Regions from separate parts of the Mus musculus genome. Here region 1 is linked to region 2. The links are chromatin contacts, called in public HiChIP or PLAC-seq maps. All regions are on one chromosome and are shown on one strand. The core of a region is the stretch at or near the end of the contact, and the rest is flanking DNA. Distances in the headings are between cores, read along the strand shown.

Region 1 (5,056 bases), core at 358-2,857, 74 kb after region 2:
CTAAAATATAAAATTATTTTCTGGTGGTTGGAGAGAGAGCTCAGCGATTAAGAGCACTGGCTGCTCTTCCAGAGGACTTGGGCTCAATTCCCAGCACCCACATGTCAGCTCACAACTGTCTGTAACTCCTGTTCCAGGGGATGTGACACCCTTGCACAGAAATACATGCAGTCAGATCACCAATGTACATAAAGTGAAAATAAATTAGATCAAAAAGTATTTTCTCATTCATATTCTGCATTCTTTGTCTGCTGTTAAGTTTTCTTTATTTTTCTTAGAGTATCTCCATGTCTCAGCCCCGTTTGAATATTTTTTATTTGAGGAAGAGGGAAATCATTTAGTTTAAAAAAATATATTTAGTTCATATTTTAAATTCTGAAGCCGGGCGTGGTGGTGGACGCCTTTAATACCAACACTCGGGAGGCAGAGGCAGGCGGATTTCTGAGTTCGAGGCCAGCCTGGTCTACAGAGTGAGTTCCAGGACAGCCAGGGCTACACAGAGAAACCCTATCTCAAAAAAACCAAAAAAAAAAAACAAAAAAAAAAAAAAAAAAAAAAATTCTGTATGTGTGTGGGGTTGTATGTACACATGAACACAGCTTCCACGGGAGCCAGCAGATGGCATCAAAATCCCCTGGAGCTGAAGTTACAGGTGGTTTATCCAGTGTGTGTCCTCAGAACAGAACTCACGTCCATGCAGGAGCAGGAGACACACTTAACTGCTGAACCATCCGTCCAGCTGCTGGAAGTTCATACTCTACAGCATCACTGAAGAGTAACGGGGAGTGTGCAAGGCCAAACTCAGGCCGTCTTGTATTCTTGACCTTGCTATATTCTACTCTGGATTCAGGCTCAGCACAGTTTTATAAATACTTCATTTTCTTTCTTTGAGACATAGCTTAAACCTCTTACCTTTAATAGTAATTCGTGTTATTTCTAAAATAGTGTATTAAATGTTATCTTTCTTAATTTTGATAACTCTGTTAACATATATGTTAAAACATGCTGGTAGAAAATGCACATAGCCTAAGAATGGGTCACCCATACAGTTCGTATGAGTGAGTTGTTAAATGAGTGTATGAGAGAAGATTTAAGTCAGCACAACCCGTCAGTTCTCTGATGTGCTCACCTTGTCACCTCTGGGGTGGCTCACACCTTTAATCACAGCACTCTGGAGAGCAGAGGCAGGCTCATCTCTGAATTCTAAGCTAGCCTGGTCTATAGTGAGTTCCATCCAGGACAAGCCAGGACTATACAGAGAGGGACCTCGTCCCCCCCTCCCTCCCCCCAAAAAATCATGTCTCAATAGTGGCTTTATCATGCAGACCCCGTGTTGTGTATCTGTACCAGGTGTGACTGCGGAGATGGTGTTGTTTAAAAGTATCCTTAGACCATGGCTGAGTTATTTCCTACGAGTGCCAAGCTCCTGTCTAAGATCCCTTGCTCCTCCTTGTGCTTCGATCCCTCAGGCTTCAGAGTGGAAGCGAGGGAGTGGTGGGGATGGGCTGCTGGTAGGAGCTGCAGCCTCTCTCCTCTCTCATGGCATCCTGGAAGTGTCCTGTGATTGGTCTGAAGACTTTACAATGAAGGGTTAAGATGAGAGTCTGACTGCTACTCAGTTTATGTGACCTTGCAGTAGTAATGCACTAAAATAGATTTCATTTTACTGCAGTCAGTTCTGGTTTTCTAGGCTGTTAAAATAGGCATAAGTAAGTAACTTCTCTAATTTTCCATTATAAATGTATTTTCTTGGAAAGTTTTCACTAATTGATCCTTTACTGAGTATTTTTATTCAAACAATAAGAAGAATGTATACATCTTGTAAAGATAACTGAGAATGAATTGGCTTTGTGCTTACTGTTATGTGGGAGTTTTTTCAGAGGAAGTGGTTGAATTCAGTGAAGAAGCTTAAGTACTCCGTAATGTTCTCAGAGTCTCTTCATATATACACCTACACTGGAAAAATTGAAGCATGAATTGCTTAATTTAAAAATAATTTACTTTAGATTCTTAAAGCTTTTTTATTTAAAGCATATAAGTTACTTGAATATTACATAGAACTTCCTTTTAATCCTAGTAACTTTGTTTTTAAAATTATCAGGATTAAAATTAGATATATTTACATACAATTATTTCATTCTATGGCAATGATAAGTCTTTCAGTCTTTGAATACATGCTACTTACTACTGAATATTTTAGTGAGGAACACAGTGGAGGGAGAGGAGAGATCAATTCAGTGAAACCAGGTTTCACTACTTCTATTCCTTTCTAGAAAGACTTCAGAGAGAAGTATGCCAGCGTCAGGGTTACAGAGAAAGTCAGAGCTCGGGCTCTCAAAACCCAAAGGGTGGGAAGCCTGGGATGTTTGCTCACTCCTCCTGCGTCTGCCTCACAAATGCTGCAGTTGCAGCCATGTGCCACTCTAGCTAGCTTCCTTAAAACCTTATTTCTAAGATTGTATTTTTAATTATGTATGTGTGCTTGCATGCACACACATGTGTGAATGCAACTTATAGAGGCCAGAAAGAACATCATATCCTCTGATTGGAGTTATAGGCAGGTGTGAGCTACCTTCCTGAAGAGGCTGCCGGGACCTGAACTCAGACCTGAGAGGGCTGTATGTGTGCTTTACCCCTGAGCCCATGTCTCTAGCCCCCTTGAAGAGCTTTGTAGTAGCCCACTGAGGCGGTGTCTGGTGATTTTATTTAACCAAATACACCTGAATTTAAGTTGTTTGTTGTGCAGTCTCAGTTATTTCGTGACAGGTATGATTCTGTTGTGACGCTGAGAGATGAAAGGGGTGGCTGTTGTAAGATGTTTATTAAACTGATTTTACATAGAATTTTGAGTCCTAATAGCATTGCTGAGGCTCTTTAGTAAAGGGTTTCATTTCACACTGATGAGTGTTAATTTGTATGGAAGTTGTACCTGTGAGTGAGCTGCCAGGTGCGGGGACAGATATGTGGCACTTCTTGGGCAGTCATGACACCAGCTGTCAGAGTGCCTGAAAACGGTGGTACCTGGAGCGGTTTGCTGTGCGTTAGCATTGCTTCTGTACCATTTACTGGAGAGGTCGGAATCTGCCTCACAGGCTTCTGGGAGAAGCAAGCTCCCCTGTGATCTTGCGAGCACAGCATCTCACAGGTGGAAAATGCCCAAGCTGAGGCAACCGCTCTTGGTTCTCAGAATCCCCTTTAGTGAACTGAGGCACTCGCTTTGCCCAACTGACTAACTCAGAGATTTGTAGTTTAGATGAATTATCTGCTAACTTTCCACTACTTGCCCATTTTTTAGCACTCTAAAGTATGTTCTTTAATATACTCAAAACATATACAGAGATTTTTTTTTTACCCCCTCAGGGAAATGGTTGTGAGCTACCGGGTGGGTGGTAGGTGCTTGGCAGAGACCTCAGATCCTGCAGCTCCGTGCTGTCAGCCCCAAGCTCGCTTTAGTTTTGAAAGCAGTCTGCTCACACACAATTCTTAGAGTAGTCGTGATGTTAGATGAGTGTCAAGTGTTAGGTACTCAAAGTAGGAAATTCATGGGGATCTTAGAGAAATCTGGAGTGAAAATGAGATAAACGCCCACGATAGAGTGCTGAAGAGCAGCAGTGTACTTGTATAGATGGCTTTCCTGGGTGGATGTGGGTGAGGATTTAAACTTCTTCCTGTAATGTAGGAAAGGCTTTAGTTTTCAGGCTATTATAATTTTGGCCTAACAAGCAAACTTTTTGGTCAGATCAATAATAGTATTAATAAATAAAATGTGGTTTTGTTCAGATATGTGAGTTTGGTTTTTTTTTTTTTTTTCTGTGCATATGCACATATGGAGGCCAAAGGTCAGTCTTTGGTGTCATCTCAGGAGTTACTCGCCCACCTTGTGTTTTGGAACATGGTCTCACTCAGATGCAGGGGCTGCCTGACCGCTGAGCTAGGGTCTGCCTTCCCCCTCCCTGGCTTGGCTTCTTATGTGGATCCTGAGGATTAAAACCAGGTCGGTCGCCCTGCCTTACAGTAAACACGGTACCAGCTTCTGTCTCCCCAAGCCCAAATACAGTGATGTAAGGAATAATTTCTCAAGCACTGTATCAGCTCTTTCCCAAGTGACCAAGAAAAGTTGTTACTGCTCTGATGGCTACAACTTTTACTTTGTATCAAGGTTTATGAGAACTCAAGCATACATTGAAATCTACTTACTGCATGCATAAATGAATGTATGTACAGTGTGCTTGTGTGTATACATGTTTGTGCATGTGTGTGTGTGTATACAAGTAGGTACTCTGCATGTGGCTGCCCAGGGTTGATTCTTCTGCTTTCCTCATTGAGGCAGGAGCTCGGTCAAACCAGAACTACCCCATATTGGTGGTCTTGTTAGCCAGCTTGTTCTAGGAATGCCATGTTCTCTTTCTGGCACTATAATTACATGTGGGCTGTCATATGCAACTTTGACATTAAGCCTGACATTTTGACGAGTTTCTGGGGATCTGAACACTGGTCCTCAGGCTTTTTCAGCAAGCAAATCAGCCTCTGAGCTCCTTCCCCAGGTCTTGAAGTTTTTGTTTTCTCAAGTTAATGGATTTGGTGTTACTTCCAAAGACTTGAAATCTGGCCCCAGCGATTCTGTCTTGTCTGTCCCCTTCATTAGTGGGTGCTGAATGATGGATTTGAGGGATCGTTCAGACCAGAGTGCAGCTGGACTGTTGAAGGAAGTGGTCCAGTCTCTAGTCTCAAAGTCTCAGTGTACATCTGATAACTAGAATTTTAATGTTCGGTTAGATTCAGTGAAGTGATTTATTTGAAGTTTTTCTTTTGAAAGTCAACATCATTTCTTGAAATTTTGAACATGTTAACGTATGTGGATGTATTTGGACTTTATGGTATATTGAATACACTTACAGGAACAGGATTGGTGACAGAACGTGGACTGTCCTGGAAAACCTAGTCCACATTCCAGCAAGGGTCTCGGGGTGGAACTCAGGCCCCCATGCTTAGCAACAGGTGCCTTTTATGGCAAGTCATTTTTAATTTAAAACAAAAATGTTGTTTATAGTGTCTT
Region 2 (5,238 bases), core at 2,466-4,965:
CATGTGATTACACTTGTAGAATTTACCCCAAGACTCTTAACTATATTTTTATAGGAGTCCTTATAGCAATATTGTTGACAATAGTGAAAAAGTCACAAACAGCCATGTGTTTAGTGAAGTAAACTCATGTATACCTATAGAAAAGCATTCTGCGCAGCCTTTGAGGCTCACAGGCCTAAGAATGTCTGCTTTTATCCCAGTTCTTGGGAGGCAGAGGCAGACATTTCTAGACAAGTCTGGGTGCATCTTCATCTGCAATGTACACTCTGCATAGTGAGGCCCTGGCCAGCTAGGGATGCACACCAAGACTCCACTTCTGGGCACTTTTATTTAGTTCTTTTTACACTTTGTATTCTCTCCATTTTTTTAGCAAAAACTTCCCCAAGTGAGAGAAATGTTGAAATTTTGATAATACATGTCAGAAGGTTTTGCCAGTAAGTGTCTTCAGAGGGAACCGCCCTGATAACATTTTGTGGTTTTGATATAGGCACATCTGCTTTCCAGGGTGAATATAATCCTGATGCCCTGTCAGGGGCGTCCTTAATCAGAAACACCAAATTGCTTTGTTCGCCTGCAACACTGCAGAAATGAGTTTCACAACCACCTTCCAAACAGAACTGTGAAAGCGGTACTCGCTGGAGTGTGCTGAAGCTATTGGAGAGCATGGAGTTACTTAATTTACTCCAGTTATGCCAGAGAACAACAGTGGATGGGCTGGCTTAGAGATCTGAAGACTGAGGTTCCGGCTCCGTTTGTTCCCTCAGCTACAGGTGTGCTTTGGAGCTAATGAGAATCATAATCATAATTACCAGTGTTGTTATTAACCATGTGATGACCATGCACTGCTTTCTCTGGTGCTTTATTATCTATAGCCCCCATAACTTCTTTTCTCAGGCTATTAAACACCCCATTTCATTGATGAAGAAACTGAGGCTCAGGGAGCCTGCTAACTTCTCCAAGCTGTTAACTCCTAAGCTGTACAGCGAGGCGTAATGATCTTTCTGGTTTATTTAGTTCACTGAGGTTCGGACCATCCCCAGCAAACACAAGTTAAAGGCTTCAGTTTATTTTGGAGGCAGTGGCTTACTGGTTTGGCTTACAGTCCATGGCTGCCATGAACCTGTGCATCAAACCTTTATTCTGCTGCCTGCAGTGTGCTATGTTTATTATTGCAATTTAGAAATGTAAAAATCCAAAAGTCTGGGCCCAGACCCTACCTCCGCATGTACTAACTGTTGGGACATTGGCTTTAATTTTTCTGGGTTCCTGACTCTTTATCTGTACAATGGAACCAGAACAATGCTTAAGTCAAAACATATTAGGGGGCTTTAGGAGAACTGTCCGTAACGTGTTTAAAGCAGCATTCGGCACGTTAAAAGCATTTACTTATTATGTGTATGTATTTGTGCCTGCCTGCGTTGTGGGCACCACAGGTGTCCTCAGAGGCCAGGGGATATCAGAGCCCTTGGAACTAGAGTGGTAGGAGGTTGAGCTGAGCGGCCTGCTGGGAACTGGTGTTGGGAACTGGGCACGAGTCCTCTGTGAGAGCAGTGAGCCTTCTCTCCTGGATCTCTAGTAACTCTCTAGTGCCACGTGTGCTCATCAAAGAACAGACAGTCAGACAGACATGGCTAATTACTTAACATGGGTAAGTGGAAACGGACAGAGCTACCGCTCTGTTTCTGCACGTTCCGTTCACATGTGGTTCCTTGCAGCCTACACCTCTAAGAAGTGGTCCTGTGTACATATTAAAATATTAGGACTTTCTATCACCTGGTGTTCTGTTGAATCTACATTCGCCTGAAAACGGATCAGTGATATCACCTTGTTCAGGACTCACAGCTGAGTTCATGATGGGGATGGGGTTGCGGGGGGGAGTTGAAAGCATTCCATCTAGAAATGCTATTTTTTATTATTCCACCTCTTGTTGTCTCACTAAGTGTTTTGTAATAGAGATTAAAGAATAAGGGTCAAATAATTAGGGTCAAATCTAAAAATGACTCTCAAAATATAATGATTGTCTAAGTGTCTTAACCCTTTGTTTCAAGTACATTATTTGCAGAGCAAATACAGAGCCTTAGACTAGCATGTACAAGGTCCTGAGTTTGCACATTAGTGCAAAACAAAACAAAACAAAACAAAACAAAATGCTGTCATACAAGACAATAATAGATGTTTTCTGGAATTGTTATCTTGTCACTTTCAAGTCCTCTAACATTAATACTCTCTATTAACACTTTAAACTCTTTGTAATCGTCCATGTCTCTTCTCTCTCTGTGTGTCTCTCTCTTTGTGTCTGTCTCTGTCTTTCACACACACACACACACACACACACACACACACACACACACAGAGAGAGAGAGAGAGAGAGAGAGAGAGAGAGAGAGAGAGAGAGAGAGAGAGAGAGCTGCCTAGGTTATCAGGTATAAAATGTACATTAGGGGTTTATAAAGTCAGAAAACACAGTCCTGTTTTAGGAGGAAACACTAAGTACGTGCACTAACATGCAACTCGAATGAGTAAGCACATGCTAATTAATTAAATAATGAAATATCTGCTGCTAGGTTGCGAAATGCTGACTAATTAAATAATGAAGTTCTTGGCAAAATAAGGATTTCTGTCTGCTAAGTCGGATGGGAGTTTTAAGGTGAATATGCATGGGCACATGTTTCCCCCAGTTTGGTTGATTATTATATTTCTTCATTGTAATTCAGAAAGGATACTGAGCTCCCTGCCAGGTATGCTGCTGGGTGGACTTACAAAGACATTAAGGGCCATACTCTGGGGCTGCGGGATACGGAAGGTAGCTTTTGCTACTCTTAGACTGTGTGAGCGTCTTCCCCTAATGAGAGACTTTTTAGATTTTAAAATGTAGAGCCAATTATTTAGTCAAGAGTTCAGGTGCATCGGCAACCACACAGCCAATGAATTAACTCATTAAAGATCTAATAGAGTGAGAAGAGCTGAAGTGGTTAGTGTTTCAGGAGGTTGGCTGCCCCAGGCCAGGCCATTTTCCCTGAAAATACAACCATAATCACACACATGTCAAAACTCATTTAGTATGAAATTGATAGTGGTTTTGAAATTGGTTAGTACTTGTTTAAGAAAAGGCATTGAAAATCTCTCCAAGATGCATGACGCCCCCCCCCCATCCCCCCCCCCCCCCCGCGCTTTCCTCTAAGTGTTCGCTCTCTGAGGTGCTTTGAAATCGCGTTGCTACACTACATCTTGAAATTGTGTGCCTTATAGCTAATATGAACTTTTTTTAAAAAAAAGTTTTTGTTCTTCCAAAATTGACCTAGAATGGAAACTTAAGAAGACATCCCACATTACAAAAGCGTAACCCGGTCTCATGTTAGACTTGAAAGGCTCAGGATATTTAATCTTATTTACATTAAACAATGGAATAAAAAAAAATCCAACAAAGCCTCAAGCATTTTAAAAGATTGTTTTTGGAAATAAGAAAAGCTTAATTTAAGCAGTAAAGATAATTATCACGCTTAAAGAAGAATAAGTGGCAGTGAGAATCACCAAGGGCCATTTTACTATGAGTCACAGTGCTATGTGGTCAGAGATATACTTTTTACAAAAGAATATCCTTTGGTGGTTTTCTTCTGCCTCCAGATTTTTCGCAAATTGTCATGACTTTCTGGGGCTGGGGCTTTCATCTCTAGAAGATTCAGTACACTAGAGATATAACCCTGTGGTCTCCATGTTTCACAGGGTTGATCATATGTATGTATGTGAATCCCTTGTCATGTGACCTCCTCAGCACCTTTCCCACTCCACTCTGTCTCGTGTGCAGACACATAAGATATTCAGTTCATAAACAGGATGGCCTAGTGTGAAAAGTGAGAAGAGAAGGCAGACTACTTCTGCGAGGGAAGGCTACTTGTATCTGAGCATGCTCCCTTTGACTATAGAAAAAAGCCAATACCAGTTTGCTCACAAAGACAGTAAACGATTGCCCTTTGAGGATGGTCTGAAGACTCTTGTTCATTGCATTTGAGAAAGCAATGAGTTAAAGTAGCATTGTGAGTAGGAACTTTTGAGTAGTCAGAACATAGGCTGAAATACTTGGCAGTGCACATAAGGTGTATTCACGGTTTCTCTCATTCGCACCTCGCAGAGTCCTTTGTTAAGGAGGCAGGTGTGATTGGGTGGCAAAGAAAGGGCAGAGTGAAGAGATGATGCTGTTTTCCTTCAATATCTCAGGAACAAAGCAGCAGCCTGTGGGAGTGTCTGTCAACTGGATAGCATATCATTAGCTGTGGTCCTTGTGGTGAGCAACAAACCAGTCCAAAGATTAGACTTACACCAGTCTATGGTCGGAATAATTAATGTAACAAGCAGCCTTTATGTCCTTGTGGACAGAATGGCGGGGACTGGATGGGATCAAAGCTCATAAATGAACAGTGTGTAAATAATAAACACTTAATGAGGACTGACCTCTTGCCAGGCACTTCACTCGTCCTCTTCTCGGATGGTTTTCTATGGTTTTTAAGTGAGGAAATAGAAGCTCATAGTTACTGGCTGGCTTTTTTTCGGGTCCCACAGCAACAGAGAACTCAGAACCTAGGATGAAAAAAAATCTCATCTCATCAAAGAGCTTGGAACGAGGTAAGGCTCAGAGCTAATGCAGTCATCCAGACATTTGAACAATATGTGCAGTCTGGTGGAGTTCTTCTGGAAGTGGAAAGGCCGAGCTGACCTTTCAGAGGAAAGTAGCACAAGGGTGAACATGATGTCATCGTAGCATTATATAGGCCATGGAAGAGTCTCACAGCCACTAAGATTAACTGTCTGCTGTAGCTTAGGGCATGAAGCTACCTACGTCAGAAAACTTGGAGAGACTTTAACATGAGGGTTAGAGGTACCCACCGAGAACTGGACTGGCTGATAAAGGTCTCATGGAGACACCAAATCTTACACTCACTTCTAATGGAATATTAGAACACAGGTATGCATAGAGGAAGAACGATCAACCAAGTAACCCACTGTGAATTGATGGCGTGGTTTAGCAGTCAACAGCATCAATGTGATCTTTACAGACCAGACAAAAATGTTTTTAGTATTTTAAGAAAAGCTGCTAGCAATTAAACGTTGGGGGAAATGGGTCAGTGAGATGGCTCAGTGGTAAAGGCATCCGCCATCCAGCCTTAACACTGGGGATTCACACTGGGGATTCAATCCCTGGGACCCACAGAGTGGAAGGAGAGATTTCTGTGAATGCTCAGG

What was found. HiChIP or PLAC-seq counts read pairs in DNA pulled down with a chosen protein or histone mark.
Region 1: a contact with region 2 is called in a BATF HiChIP or PLAC-seq map of CD8 T cells, with 13 read pairs. The contact joins two enhancer-like sites. A contact is called at or near these places in 1 of 15 datasets of contacts at CTCF or cohesin (large pre-B cells), 4 of 484 Hi-C or Micro-C datasets (the G1E-ER4 cell line, the HL-1 cell line and liver) and 4 of 115 datasets of contacts at active chromatin or transcription factors (the 230-238 cell line, CD8 T cells, double positive thymocytes and 1 more).

Annotation. Positions count from the first base shown.
Region 1 is chr10:21,317,319-21,322,374 of GRCm38.p6, forward strand. The region is part of intron 4 of Hbs1l (Hbs1-like (S. cerevisiae)); the gene reads left to right. It overlaps 4930455C13Rik (RIKEN cDNA 4930455C13 gene), which reads right to left. Exons shown (of 4, transcript NR_045352.1): 4 at 1,770-1,956. Among named protein-coding and RNA genes, the nearest start is that of 4930455C13Rik, 22 kb to the right of the region's middle. Within about 2 kb of position 1,608, at least 16 of the 459 cell types and tissues checked have an H3K27ac peak or open chromatin away from gene starts, as enhancers often do. A contact at or near this core is called in CD8 T cells and double positive thymocytes, where this site is marked.
Region 2 is chr10:21,241,501-21,246,738 of GRCm38.p6, forward strand. It overlaps Gm33728 (a long non-coding RNA gene), which reads right to left. Exons shown (of 4, transcript XR_380155.3): 2 at 4,450-4,575. Among named protein-coding and RNA genes, the nearest start is that of Gm33728, 8.1 kb to the right of the region's middle. Within about 2 kb of position 3,716, at least 21 of the 459 cell types and tissues checked have an H3K27ac peak or open chromatin away from gene starts, as enhancers often do. A contact at or near this core is called in CD8 T cells and double positive thymocytes, where this site is marked.